Linked DNA regions of Mus musculus: all the other regions are linked to region 1. The links are chromatin contacts, called in public promoter capture Hi-C maps. All regions are on one chromosome and are shown on one strand. Each heading gives the region's core, a stretch centred on a gene start, on an enhancer-like site or on the middle of the called end of the contact. The rest is flanking DNA. Distances are from core to core; before and after follow the strand shown. Region 1 holds the start of Ntn4 (netrin 4). Region 2 holds the start of Ikbip (IKBKB interacting protein). Region 3 has its middle 9.2 kb from the start of 4930534H03Rik.

The links. Promoter capture Hi-C pulls out the DNA fragments that hold promoters and counts their contacts.
Region 2: a contact with region 1 is called in a promoter capture Hi-C map of pre-B cells, with 5 times the contacts expected there. The contact joins the promoter of Ikbip here to the promoter of Ntn4 in region 1. A contact is called at or near these places in 2 of 39 promoter capture datasets (hippocampal neurons and pre-B cells).
Region 3: a promoter capture Hi-C map of hippocampal neurons shows a contact between it and region 1, with 8 times the contacts expected there. The contact joins the enhancer-like site here to the promoter of Ntn4 in region 1. A contact is called at or near these places in 2 of 39 promoter capture datasets (cranial neural crest and hippocampal neurons) and 1 of 115 datasets of contacts at active chromatin or transcription factors (embryonic forebrain).

Annotation. Positions count from the first base shown.
Region 1 is chr10:93,638,813-93,643,692 of GRCm38.p6, forward strand. It overlaps Ntn4 (netrin 4), which reads left to right and starts at 2,237. Exons shown (of 10, transcript NM_021320.3): 1 at 2,237-2,696. The coding sequence starts at 2,642.
Region 2 is chr10:91,080,422-91,085,301 of GRCm38.p6, forward strand. Ikbip (IKBKB interacting protein) reads left to right here and starts at 2,618. Exons shown (of 3, transcript NM_026166.2): 1 at 2,618-2,875. The coding sequence starts at 2,706. It overlaps Apaf1 (apoptotic peptidase activating factor 1), which reads right to left and starts at 2,322. Exons shown (of 27, transcript NM_009684.2): 1 at 1,762-2,322.
Region 3 is chr10:91,227,332-91,232,211 of GRCm38.p6, forward strand. No RefSeq gene overlaps it. Among named protein-coding and RNA genes, the nearest start is that of 4930534H03Rik, 9.2 kb to the left of the region's middle. Within about 2 kb of position 2,285, at least 128 of the 459 cell types and tissues checked have an H3K27ac peak or open chromatin away from gene starts, as enhancers often do. A contact at or near this core is called in embryonic forebrain and hippocampal neurons, where this site is marked.

The sequences.
Region 1 (4,880 bases), core at 987-3,486:
ATGTTCTACATTAAATTTGTGGATTTGTGGCTTTGGAAAACCTGCTATTGAAATCCTGCAATTTCTCCAACCCTCCCTGTAATCCATGACACCTCGAAAGTTCTGAGTCAGTTCTTGACATTTTCATAACACGAAGTCATAATGAGCAATGTCCCCACCCCGGAACACATTTTCCTCACATTGGCCAACTCTCTTGGGTCCTTTCTTCAAAATGAAAATATAATTTGTAAGAACGTATACTAGATATGCACTTAAAAAAAAAAAAGACAGGATCTCATGTAGACCTAGCTAGCCTCATGCTTGCTTTGTAGCCAAGGCTGGCCTTGAAAACATGAGCTTCTTGCCTCTACCAATGGCTAAGGTTACAGGCGGAAACCACCACATTGCGCCCAGACAACATTTATTCGAATGCTCATTACCGTTTCTCTTGAGCTAGTCCACACTTAAAGTATTGCTGTGGAGATCCCACATTCCTCTAGAATCCTGGGAATCGTTCTTATTTCGCCGCTTTTCTTCTCAGTCTCTATTCTTAGCATATAACAATAGTTTTGAGATAACTGTCAAAACATTTATTGCATGTCTGACAAGTGTTTTCAGTTAAGAATAACGAGCAATGTAAGAAAAAAACCACATAATTGTGTCTTGCATAGTCTAAGTGTCTAGCTGCCATTTAAGGATCTTGCTGCTTTATTAAAGGAGCGACAAACCAGTTACAAAGCGATCAGGGGAGTACCCAGCAAATGCTTCTGAAATTCATAATCAGGCATGGATTAGCCCTGCCTCAACTTAATATATTGTCTCAGAGATTAATAGTAAATACTGTCTTTCTCTTCCTTTTTCTTGGCCTGTAGGCTAGTGTTTAGGCTGGGAGCCTTAGCCTGTTACGATCCCCTGTCGTTCATTTAATAAAAAGAACAGTTGGGAGAAGCATTTTAGCAACTGCATCAGAAGCATCACCTGTGAGAGCCAACGGAGGCTCCAGCGTGGCCAGTATTTGAAAGCTCAGAGTTTGTTTTCGAAAGCTGGTGACGGTTCTCATGTCGCCTGCCACTTCCAGTACTGGCCAAAATAATAATTTTAACGCCTCCCAGTGGATTATGCTAACCTCAACTCAGTTCCTTTAGAGAGATAGAAACCTATATGTCTCCAGCTCGGTCATTATAAATAATATCTACGTGTGCCCCCAAAGCTCTAATTGGCCCCATCTGTATTTCTGACAATTTATAATAACTGAATGGTATCTGCAAAGCAGTTAACTTTCTGGAAAATACTCAAAGACACACACTGAATGCTGCAATACAGAATTGCCTTCGACTCAACGTTTGCCAATTTCTTTGCATGTGTAAGCAGAACTATATTTTCAGAGAAGTTACAGAAGTCCCAGGCTGAAGTGCTATTTAATCTCCTTTCATAAACACCAGCCCTGAGCTACAATTAGCTGCTTGTGGTTGCTGCTAAATTGCTCCCCATAAGATATTTCATAACTTTATGGTTCCCCTGCTCACCATACTATGAAGAATGTGTGAATGCACCTAGGACCCAGGCATTCTTATGTCGATGCTCCAGACATAGATGTTCTTAAACAGTTGATTCCCTGATCATGGATCCTGGTCTTTCAGGCCGTGTGAGAACATCTTTTACACCAAACGGGTACACCTTCGACTCCTTTGGGCTGCACCCCCCAAAAAGGTAGCAGAGACTTAAAGGACCCTTGGCACTTGGTGCGCGTTCACTGGCAGTACCCTAGGCAGAATTGGGGGTCTGGGGTGGTCCTAACCCAGACCGTGGGACTCGCAGAGAATGGGTGCTGTGGAGTGGTGTTGGGGGAGGGGGGAAGGCTTGTTTTGCTGGGTGATTTTTTGGAAAGTAGTCGCTCGCCTGTTTCGCGGGTTTTTAAGCCCCTTGGCATGCCCTGACCTGATCCGGAGGGAGTCAACTGCTCTCAGGAATGTTCCTGGAGAAGGTGGGAGACTGTTTCCCAGGCGAGGCCCTTGGGTGCTGGAGGGCACCCGCGAGGTCAGGCAGGGAGATGCGCGCAGCGGGGGCTGCAGACACCCCCTCCCCCTGGGCGGCGGCGGCGGCGACAATGACCGGACCCGCGCGTCTGCACCGCCCGGCTGTCAAGCGCGGGGGGCGGGCGGGAGGAAGGGGTGGAGGTGCGAGGGGAGGAGGAGGGCTGGCACCGGAGCGCCGCGGTGTCGGTGCAATAAAAATGCATCCCATGGAACTGCCCATGGAGAAGGACGGGACCGAGCCTCGGCGGCCACAGAAGGTGGGAAAAGCGGAGGAGGACAGCCGGGAGGCGGCGGCGGCCGGGAAGTGAAAGGTCTCGCAAAGTTCAGCGTCGGCTGCGGGCGCCGAGCCCTGGGCGAGCGGCGCACCCGCCCTCAGGGCCGCTCAGCCGGCAGCGGCCAGGCCGGCTATGATCCCGGGGCTCCCGCCGCTGCTGAGCTGCCCGGGCCCCGCCAGGCCGGTGCGCGACGGTCACCCCGCCGCCTGGCGCGGCCCCGGCCCGCGGCTCTGTGCCCACGGTGCCCACTGAGCGAGCCTGGCGCTCCGGGAGGAGGAAGAACCACAGAGCCCCCGGTGCTCCCGAGGACCACTGCCGCTTCATCCCACCCGCTCCCGCAGCTGCCCGGCCATGGGGAGCTGCGCACGGCTGCTGCTGCTCTGGGGCTGCTCCGCGGTGGCCGCAGGTGGGTGGTGACGCGGCCGGGCCCCCACCCCTCTTCCCTTGCTCCTGCCCCTCCACCCAAGCTCGGGGGCTGGGGGATATAGGGGATCCCGGACCGGGAGCCCAGAGCTCGGCTATTGAGGATGAAGCCAGTGGCCATGTTCCGTCTCCTTTGCCCGCGACTCCGCAGTTTCAAACACTATTGATTTTTTTTTTTTCTCCTGCAACTGAGATACACATGTCCTTGAATAACCAGATATCCTGGGTACGCCCTGCAGAAGATACAGAGAGATCAATGTTTCTTTCTGGGTTTGGCTTGGGGGGGAAAACTGCCTCTGCACTTGGTGAGGGGGAACAAAGGACCCAGCTCGCCATCCCCGGGCTCTCCATGGCCTGAGGAGTGACGAGGAGGGGTGGCCCAGAGACCCTGGGCGTGCGTGGGCCGAGACCGATCTCTCACTTAGAGAGATCGCCACCTTCCCGGATCTCATTCTGTGTACTTGAGAGCCAGGTAGGGCCACCTGGGGTGAGGGTGAGCGCCCTCTTCCCGGGGCGTTGGCTGCAACGCTGTAGAACTCGGAACTGGGACCATGGGGGGTGATCACTCAGGTGGTGATTGCCCGGAGCTGGCTGACTGCCCCTGGGGAATCGGTACCCTGGCCGAAGCTCTGCAGGAGGTCGGAGGCGGGTCTGTTCCTTGGCTCAGTAACTGGGTTACGGGCAACGGGCAGATGCCCCTCTCCCCTCCCGCTACGGTCCTGTCTCTCTTGGACTGTCTTTAGGCCACCGGTTCCAGGCTTGCTGTGTCTGAGTCCCCGGGAGCCTCCTCTTTCTCTTCTCCCCCTCCCTTCTCGCAGGCCACCTGGTTTTCAGCTAGGTTAAGTACAGCACAGTGGGGTAGTGGGGAAAAATTGTGAGGGTCTGATTTCATCCCCCACCCCAAACCCCTCAGACGGACTTGACTTGCTCCTGAAAGAGACGTGTGGGTTAGAGGAACCGACTGGAAGGTTCCAAGCCCTGGGGCAGGCATCTCTTCAGTTGGTCTGCTTCCATTCTTTTCCCCAGAGCTGCCAGCAACTAAGTCCAGGCTTAAGAGGCTGCGTCCTCTATCAGGGTGCAGCCTGTGTTTGCACTGATAACTACTTCTTATCAAAATTATTAGTGGGTGGAAACTTTTAAATTATTCATTATTTTTTTTTACCCCCAAGGATCTGTCAAACCGCTCACGGTTAAAAGATCTCTCTTGAATTCTTCCTGATCGCACTTCGTATGATGCACTACAAGTCCACACTCCCCCTACTTTTCATAAACCTTTCCCTTTTCAAGTCATGCTATGGCAAACAAAACAAAACAAAAAGCCAAAAACAAGCAAGCAAGCAAGCAAGCAAGCAAGCAAACAAACAAACAAACAAAAAAACCCAACCACCACCACGGGAGCAATCAAGAGGTTGGGAATAAAGAGCACTGGGGGAATGTTGCAAGTCAAAGATACTTGTACAGGCAGTGTGAGACTTTCCCCCTGAAACGCTTCACAGGTGAGTCATAGGACCGTGTTTGTGTGTTTCTGGCCACAGGCAGCTGCTGCGCCCGCTAATCAGAACAATGGCAAACAGAGGCCCCGGCTTGCTGCACATTTTCATTTGACGTGGAATTAAAAAAGAAAAGAAAAATAATGCCCGAGGAAACCTCTTATTTTGGCTGCAAGGCTGTGTGAGGTGGTGATTGTCAGAGTGTGAAATCTCTCCTTCCCAGCCAAAGCTGTCATTTGGCCTTATCCAGTGCCCCTGTGATAACACTTCAGAGGTTCTGTCTCTTAAACAGAAACACCCAATTAGCCAGAATTGGGGGGTTTGGGTTTTCTTTTTCCTTCTTTTCCTCTGTGTTTTAATTTTTCTTAAATGGACAATTCTTTGCTTACGGTATTCATAATTAACACGACAAACCCAAATTAAAGGATTATGACAAGTAGTCAGAACGCGAATGAGTGGGTGCTGTTTGTCACTCTAAGTGCTTTCGAAGCATTAAGGTGGGTTAGGGGTTTGGAAGGCAGAGCTTGCTACTTTAAAGGGTGTTTCGTTCATGACAGTTGTTAGTGGTGCCGTTGGCGTGCCAGACTGGCAGTGTTCTCCAGCTAAGCAAACAGATAAGTACTCTATACCACAGTCTGTCATAGGAAGAAGCACTTAAGAGGCCAAAAGCAGGTACA
Region 2 (4,880 bases), core at 1,368-3,867, 2.6 Mb before region 1:
GGCTTTCTTCCTTCATAATTTTATAAAGTGTTGCCACTTTTCCAATAAACACTTTGGGTTTTTTTATAGTAAAATTTTTTACAGTAAAAATTCTCCCTTCTCTTAGGTTGAGGTTCTGTAAAAGTTTTACTGTAATACTCAAGTCCTGGTGCTTTAAAGCGTGTTTCCTTTATCCAACCTATAAACCAAGTAGCGTTGCTGATACCAGCTTCTCAACATGGACATCAGCCGCAGATCTTCACTAGTAAGCACATATTCACAGAACCACAGGAAATTCCCTCTGATGTCACTTCTTGGACCAAGGTAACGAACAAAGAGTATCATGCTTTACAGAAAGTGACTTTCATTTCCTAACAACTTCCCTACATTACAACAAAAATTATTCCACGGGTATAAAGTTCAGTTTTGAATGTTTGCAAGTTGTAAAAGCACTGACAAAAACTCCCTCCAATGTAGTAAAGTGTGAATGTCTTAAATATGCATAATCATTCCTTCATTAGGAGTGTGTGTGTGTGTGTGTGTGTGTATACACAACAAAAAGAGATAATCAGAAGATGACTGTCCTACGTGCAAAAACTGAAATAGGCACAGAGTAATATACAGAGCGCCGAAGAAGGGCAAGAATCATTCAACTTCAAAAAAAAATTTTTTTAAGACATCAAATGTTGCACTTGCAAAAATAAAGAAGTCATTCGTTTGTGCGCCCACAACTGGAATGAAACTAACTGAAGAAAAAAGGAAAATCAAAGAAAAAGAAATGACCAGAAACAAGACTAACATTTTTAGTTTCCTAAAAGTTTCTCAGCCGGGCATCGTGGCCCACGCCTTTAATCCCAGCACTCCGGAGGCAGAGACAGGTGGATCTCTGAGTTCGAGGCCAGCCTGGTCTACAAAGTGAGTTCCAGGACAGCCAGGGCTATGCAGAGAAACCCCGTTATGAAAAGATTTTTGGTTATGTCCAATAATTAAGCAAAAACCAAATACTCTACCGGGCAGTGGTGGAGCACACCTTTAATCCCAGCACTTGGGAGTCAGAGGCAGGTGGATTTCTGAGTTCAAGGCCAGCCTGGTCTACAGAGTGAGTTCCAGAACAGCCAGGGCTACACAGAGAAACCCTGTCTCCAAAAAAAAAAAAAAAAACAAAAACAAAAAACACTTTGACAACTAAGTTCCAATTTTCTCTAGCCTTACTGAACTCATATACATAAATTATATATATATATATAATATTTTTTTTGTTTTGGTTTTTTTTTTTTTTTTTTTTTTTTTTTTTTTTTGGTTTTTCGAGACAGGGTTTCTCTGTATAGCCCTGGCTGTCCTGGAACTCACTTTGTAGACCAGACTGGCCTCGAACTCAGAAATCCACCTGCCTCTGCCTCCCGAGTGCTAGGATTAAAGGCGTGCACCACCATGCCCAGCCATAAATTATATAAATTTTAAACAACTTTTTTCAAACTTTACACAAACTGGAATACTATGGGCAAATTCCCAGGGCCACAACCTCTTTGTGGCCACAACAAAACAGAAAGCCAAAACTGGTCCGAGATACAGACCACAATATAAAGGCTAAGTCTATCCAGGAAAACAGTAATAGTGGTCTACTTCCTCCTTAGATAATTTCTCTTCCTGGTACAAGAGCAGGAGGATGATTACCAAACATCCCGCGTCCCCTGATCTTTCAGTCCCTGGGAGCTACAACAGAACTTGCAAAGAGCCTGCCCAGAGGAGCTTGGGGAGGTGAGACCGAGGCAGTAAACTTACCCAAGCCTTTGCACCGGAGTTGTGCTGGGAAGAGCAGCCGGGGGAGGGTCACTGATGATAATCGAAAGAAAGCAGCCCAGGGAGGGTCACTTATGAGACTAGATTGCCAGAAAGCAGCCGGGGCTCCCGCCTGGCTTCCGGCGACCCCGCGCCCCGGGCAGGTCCTGACACCTCCCTGGGTATCAGCTGCTCGGGGCGCAGGGTGGATGCCCGGGATCTCCAAGCGGCGTCGAGGGGTGGTCACCTCGGTGGGCTTGCCTCGGGCCGCACCAGGGGAGGGTACCGGGACCCAGGGCACAAAAGCACGGCCACTCCAGTCGCCGCTTCACCCCTCTGGCGGGAGCTGCCCGGGCGGGAAGCGGACGCCGCTCGGAAAGCCGCTGCGACTGTCTCAGATCGTCGCCGGTGGCTGATGGCACACACCCCTCGCTGCCGACCCCCACACACCCCTCTCACACCCTTCCGCGAGCGGAGTGAGACGTCTGCTCCTCTAGCTGCCTCCTGGTCTCTGCCTCAGGACCGCGGAGCACTCAAACACCGCTGGGCCCGCCCAGTCCACACAGCGCGCGCCCGGGCACGCAAATTCACTCGCCCAGGGCCCGCCGCCGCGGCCGCGCGCGCGCGCCCCGCCCGGCGCGTGACCGCAAGCCCTGGTTGAGCGTTCTCGCATGCGCGGTGGGGTGGGGCTAAGCCGCGGGCTCGCGCCCAGCTAGACGTGGCACTCTCGGCCCCGCCCCCTCTACGCGCCTCTCCGCAACCTGCGCGCACCCGCGAGCTTGGGTCTCCCGCAGACTCAGTCGGGTAGCGGAATCCAGAGGCGGGGCCAGCCGCTTGAGGGCGGGGCACAGCCTTGGTGGGCGTGGCCTTCCGAAGCTGCTCTGCAGCCACGTCCCACGGCCCCCCTCCAAAGCCATCCTGGCTTCAAGATCTTCAGGGATCCAGACATGTCCGAAGTGAAGAGCCGAAAGAAGCCGGGGCCCAAAGTGGCTGCTCCTGAGCCCGAGAAGCGGAGTGATGGCAGGAAAAACCCCGAGGCGCGGGGGGACGCGGGCTGGGCGGACCCCCGCACTGGGCTCAGCCTGCTGTCTCTGGCGATGACCCTGGGCCTGGCCTGGTAAGTGTGCGATGCTGCAGGCCGTGGGTCGGGCCTCGCGTGGGCGCCTAGCACCTCGAGCCAACCCACTCTCGCTTGAATACGCTCTTTTAACAATGTTCTGGTAGCATGCTCCTGTCGCTGCCCTCTAAAGTCTGGGAACATGTCACCCAGGACTCGGCCCACACTTTATTAAGCATCTACTACTGCACGTCACAAGTTTGCACATACCTAAAAACCACTACTTCCCGTCCACTCTGTAGCTTTGCGGATGAGTTTGCTCCACCCTCCACCAAAAATCGCACTCTTAAAATGTCTGCAGCCTAATAAAAAAAAGTTCGTTGTTGCTGAGCGATAAATGCTAATGAGACTTTCTCCTATTTAGAGCTGTGTGCCTACATTAAAACTATAGTCCTTTTTTAAAGATTTATTCTTGTTTATGTGTATGAGTGTCAGTGTATTTGTGCACGTGTGTGCAGGTGCGCGAGGATCCCGCAAGAGAGTGTCAAATCCAAGAAGCTGGAGTTACCAATGGTTGTAAGACACCAGACATGCATGTTCTTAACAGCTATAAAAGACTATATAGTCTTACTCCTAAATTACAAGTTGAACTGTATGTAACATTGTAAAGAATATGTTTTCCCTTAAGACTAAACATTCGTGTTTTCTTATTGTTGTTGTTTTAGTTTTTTGATACAGGGTTTCTCTGTGTAGCCCTGGCTGTCCTTGAACTCACTTTGTAGGCCAGGCTGGCCTGGAACTCAGAGATCTGCCTGCCTCCACCTCCCTAGTACTGGTGTTAAAGGCATGTACTACCACAACCTGGCTGTATGACACATACAACCCAGCTATATACATGTATTTTTACACTTTATTTGCAGTAGTGGGGGCACCGCCATCCCGCTCAACATTTGTAGCTTTGAAACCAAGCATATATTAGTGATATATTAGTGTAAATGTGGAATAAGAGAGCTAATAGAATTCAGAAAAGACTCTGGATATCCTCCAGGGTAGAGTAGTTTTGATGCAGGTTTATTTCCAGCTTAGTTTATTGGTGACACCCTGAGTCCTTGAGTTTTTTGTTTTTTTTTTTTTTTGGGGGGGGGGGTCTATGGTTGAGTGGTTGGTTTGGTTTTTTGAGAAAGGCTCTTAGGTAGCCTAGGTTAGATTAGAACTCACTATATAGCCGAAGGTGACATTGAACCCCTGATCTTCCTGCCTTCACCTCCCAAGTGCTAGGATTATACTAGGCATTTGTACTGGGTAATGCTTGAGTACTGGGTTTTGTTATAAGTTAATAAAAACGTGTTCAACTGAAATACAGATCATTGTCCTCTTTAAAAAGAACTTTATTTAATGATAGTGTTAGTATTTGAAGAATATATTAATTCTGATCTAAATGTGTTGGATTTGCTGTTTTAAATAAACTATGCATACCTTAAAATGCATGCCTTTTTAGGTAAATGGGGACATGGTACATTTTGTATTGGGAAAGAATATTACTGAGTTATTGTTAGTTCTCTGTAGGGCAGTGTTTCTCACCCTGTGGGTTGAGACCCCCACAGGGGTAACATATCAGATATTTATATTGTGATGCATAATGGTAGCAAAATTACAGCTTTGAAATAGCAATGAAAATAATTTTATGGTTGAGGCTCACCACAACATGAGGAACTGTATTAAAGGGCCACAACTTTAGGAAGGCTGAGAACCACTGCACCAGGGCTTAATACAAGTGGTTTTAGTTGCTAAATTTATTCCTCTAGTTCCCGTTAATTAGACAAAGCCTCATAATCCACTAAGAAACTATGTCATAGAATGTTCAGCTTTTTTGATAATTCAAGTTCAAAAAATGATTCCGTTGAGTCAGCAAGATGGTACATTTGATAAAAGCATTTGCTCTGCAAAGCCAAAGGACAGCCTGAATTCTATCCCCAGCATTCACACAATGGAAAAAGAGAACTGAATCCCCAGAGTTGTCCTCTGACCTCCATACATGCACAGTGGAACACCTGTGACCACACAC
Region 3 (4,880 bases), core at 1,035-3,534, 2.4 Mb before region 1:
GTGCCTAAGTGGGAAGAAAGAGAAAAGTGGGTCCTGCATGTTAGGAACTGCAGCATACACACACAGATGTGCTCTTGATGGACAGAGACAGACACCTTTACAAAACTCAGCCAAGGCCAGCCATGACCAGCATGCCTCAAAACAGACCCAGGAGCCATTCCTGAACTATGAACATAAACACAGAGTGAGCCACAAGATACTGAGTGTCTGCATTGCTCAGACAGAATGAGTGACAACCTCTTGTCTGCAGACCATCACTCCGGGATCCAATAGCTTACTTTTCTAATCTATAAGACTTATAGGCTATATAACTAGAAAGTTGTCTTTGGTTTCTGTAGGGGCTGAATCCAGAGAGCGTTATTGCTTCCTTGGGCCTAGTACCCTCAAACCACCCAACAAAGGTTCAAAGCCTATGTTAGCCACAGTTCCATGGTGCTTTCTGTCTCATTGTGATTGGTAACGTGTCTGACACGTAACACTGTTCTTTGTGAGCAGTGGGAAGAGTGTAGGGCACTAAGTATTTGGAAAATTCCAATAAGGATAATCTTTCTTTAGGATAAATGGCAATAGGGGCATGAAGCAAAACAAGGGCTAGGGGAAAATATACTGCTGAATAAGGAAAAAGAAATTTTACTCCTAGACTTGGGCAAGGCCACCAGTTTCATATTTTTTTTTATAATTTCTGTTTATGTATCATTTGTCTCAGAGTTACAGGGGAACTAAAATTAGAGAATTAAGATCCTAATTGGAAGGATTAAAGAGCCACACTGGATTGATTTCTGTTTCTCACTGTTGCAGCCTCCTGACACGGTGATTAGAATTTTATCCCTTGGCCAGCCTCACACTAGTTTTGCATGCCCACTGTCCAGAACTTCCAATCTTTCGACCCCCTTGCTGATGCAACTAAGGGCAATGACTTACTCCCCGCAGGGACTGAGGACTACATTCATATAAGAATCCAGCAGCGGGACGGCAGGCAGACCCTGATCGCTGTGCAGGGTGTTGCGGACAGTTATGACAAAAAGAAACTTGTGAAAGCTTTCAGGAAGAAACCTGCCTGTAATGGACGTGTGATTGACCATCCCAAGTACAGAGAGGTTACTCAGCTTCAAGGTGACCAAAGGAAGAGCGTTTGCCAGTTTCTTTTGGAGGCTGGCATCACCAAGGCGGTTCACGGATTCCACGATGAACCCAAACATATGGCGAGTTTCTTAAATGGTTTTGTTCTCTAACCCAGTTTGGCTGCCACGGGAGATGATTCTTTACAGCAAATGACAGCCAAGGTGGTGCATTCAAGTGAGACTAGCTTTAGAACCAAGTCACCTGGGGCATGGGACCTCTCTTTTGCTGCTGTAGGTGCAAAAAGCAGCAAAGGCAAATCAGGAGGAGACTTTCTGGAAGAGACTTTCTTGCTGAGCAGTCAGCTTCCTGATGGGGCCCGCACCTGGCTAGGCAGGTAACCTCCTGATTCTGTGGTGGCAGGGACAGTGGCTTCACCAACTGCGTGGTTCTTGCCTGAGCCCTGGGAATTTGTTCACAGGAGCTCAGACTCCAGCAGTCCTACAGAAGCTTGATGTGGCATACAAATGGATTTAAACACTTCAAGTAGCCTCCGCGAAAGGAGAATTAAGACACAGATCACATTTTATTAATTATTAATTAATTAACTATTGGTTCCTGAAGACAGGCTTTCTCTGTGTAGCCCTGGCTGTCCTGGAAGTCACTTTGTAGACCAGGCTGGCTTTGAACTCAGAGGTCTGTCTGCCTCTGCTGCCACCCTCCTTCCAATGCTGGGATTAAAGGTGTGTGCCACCACCACCAGAGTCCTCTTTGTTTCCTTTGAGAGCCAGCTCAGCCATGAGACCCAGACTGGTCCTGAGTTTTTCTTGCTTCTGTCTTCTAGGTTCTGGAATTATAGCATCGCTTTTCTTCATATGGGTGTCTACTTGTTTTCTGGACTTATAGTTTGCAGGACCTCGGTGAAGGCAATTAAAGAGCCATCTGTGTGCTTTCTCTTTAATTTCCTGGTTCCTTCCTGCGGCCCCCCTCCCCCCAGTTCATACCTCATAAGCTCCTCCCTCTTAAGGAAAATTTCAGTGTAATATACAAAATGTTGATCGCAAGTCTTAAACTAGCAGCTTGGCATTCCTGTTCTGCAGTCATTCTGACACATCACAGGTTTAGTCTGGGAGCTGTGGGTCGCTTCTCATGCACTGAGTAGAGAGGCAAGGCTTCTCCAGCATGCAGCCTCACAGATGCAGTCAGCCTGCAGTAATCACTAGCTGCTGTTTCCAGCCCCCTTTCCTGAGCGAGGGAGCCCCACTCTATTTTCCAGGTCTCAACCCACAAGCCCGATCCCCTGTGGGGGGTATTGCTCTTCTTGTTGCTATGGAGACAGCGCATGAGATGGCCCTGCTGTTTGTTTATATCCAGTATTTATCCTGCTCAGAAGCTTCCTCCAACTAGCCAGTGTTTATGCTACTTGTTAGTGATGCTCCTTGCATCAGCCCTGCCTATTAACATCCCGGAAGTTGCCTTCCTGCCGCCTCAAGCCACTTCTGACCTGAAACCCAGTAGCTTAGTTGTCTCAACCGCATTACTTCTCTGCATTTTATTTCCAGTTGAGCTATTTTGTTCTTCTGTAATTTTTCTTTCACGTGTATGAGTAGGTGAGGACCTCAACTTACGTACTGGCAAATCAGGGCTGAAGATGTTAGCTCAGTTGAGAGAGCACTTGGTTAACATGTATAAAGCCCCGGGTTTCGTTCTTGGCACCACACGGATTCCAGTGTGATGGCGCGCATCTGTGATCATAATCCCCGAATCTCTCTCAGGATCAGAGATGGAAAGGTGAACATCACACCATACCACACCAGCGACTGGGGAAAGTAGAAGGTTAAAGGAAGGGAATGTTGAAACTTTTTTTTTTTAAGATTTATTTATTTTATGAGTGTGAGTACACTATCTTCAGACACACCAGAAGAGAGTGTCAGATCCCATTAGAGATAGTTGTGAGCCACCAAGTGATTGCTGGGAATTGAACCCAAGACCTCTGGAAGAGCAGTCAGTGCTCTTAACCTCTGAGCCGTCTCTCCAGCCGTGAGAGAGGAGAATTTTTTTTTTAAAGAAGAAAACATTTAAACAATGTATGGTTTAAAGTAGAAAATTAAAAGTGCAGTTATAGACCCCATGAGAACATGGAAAACGGAACACTGTGAAGGCTGAGGCTAAAGCTGTTCCAGCAGAGCGCTGATAACCTCAGGGGACACCATTACTCACCAAGCAAGCATTCAGCCAAAGGAAAACAAAAGAGTTGACCAGTGTAGTAAGAGCAAAGCAGTACAAATCTTTGAATTGAAGTAAAGAAACACTTGGGACAGGAGAGATGGCTCAGTGGCTAAGAGCACTGGCTGTTCTTCCAGAGGACCTGAGTTCAATTCCCAGGACCCAGATGTATGCTAACAACTACCTGTAACTCCAGTTCCAAAGGATTTGACACCCTTTTCTGGACTCTGTTAGTACCAAGCATATATGTGGTGTACGTTCATGCCTCGCAGGCCAAATTTCTCTGCAAATAAACTAAGTAAACCCTTTTATAAAAAAGGAAAGAAAATTAGAAGCACTGTAGATATATATTTCAGTAGATGACTCGCCAAAAAACAAAACAAAACAAGCCCCAAACCAAAAAGAACAACAACAAAACAAAACAAAAAACCAAAACAATGTCCCCCCTACCCTCTTTCAGGGAAGTCTTTAGGAAGTTGAAAAAAAAAAGGAGAACAAAAAAATTATAATTACAGACCCAGAAATTATTAAGCTTTTCTAAGGAAGTTCTTTTCTGTGAGTGGAATTACTGAAGTTTATCAGGCAGGATGATGGGAAGTCTGGGATTCGTTAAAGATTACAGTGTTCTAGTTTAAAAGAGCGATTGGGGAATGGGTGACAAATATCGACAAACATGTTGATTACTGCTGAAGCTGGGTAATGCGTTCTTGGGGATCCATTATGCTGCATGTCTGTCCTTATGTGTCCTTAAGCTTTTCCATAATTAAAAGTTGAAACATTCAGAAAAGGGTGTCATGCTTGGCTCTGTGCTAGCACATCTGAAAATCTCCTTCACAAAATGGATGGTTTTCTGAAAAGACTCAGTATAAAATCTGATTCAAGATGGGAGCAACCTGGGGCTCTCTGGGTTTGGAGAGCTTGTATTGTTGTGGGTCCTCTTAATTCCAACATAACCCAACCACCAGGTCAATGCAGACAAAGATTTATTGTAATCCGTGGGACATCAAACCATGCCAGGGAGTTTGGTAAGGTAGAGACTCAGTGGGCACACACCCGAGGCTTAGGTGACTTGGAACACATGGCATGCTTCTCACATGAAGGAGATGTGACCTGTGGACACATAGGTTCAAGCCACACTGAGGTACCTAGAGGATTCAGAGGGTCAAGGAAATTTCCACCAAGCCTAATGACCTGCATTCAGTTCTTGAATCCACACAATGGGAGGAGAGAACTGACTGCTGTGAGCTTTTTAATCTCCACATGGTGCACATATATCACACAAATCAATCAATCAATCATCAATCAATCAATCAGTCAATCAATCAAAAACAAAAAAAAAAAAAAGAAAAGAAAGAAAGAAGAAGTGAATATTCTGGACAGAACAACAATCCTGGGGAAAATACAGAGTTCAAAGTCACATGTTCATAAGGTCTTCGAGGGATGCATGCCCCATGCTTTGTAACTTGTATGGAAGTAAGGACAGGCATGAGGCTCAGTGGTAGAACACTTCCCTACCGTAGACATGACCGTGAATTTGAGTCCCAACACTGGAAAAAGAATCTCTCCAGGCTTGGTGGCACACACTTGTAATTCCA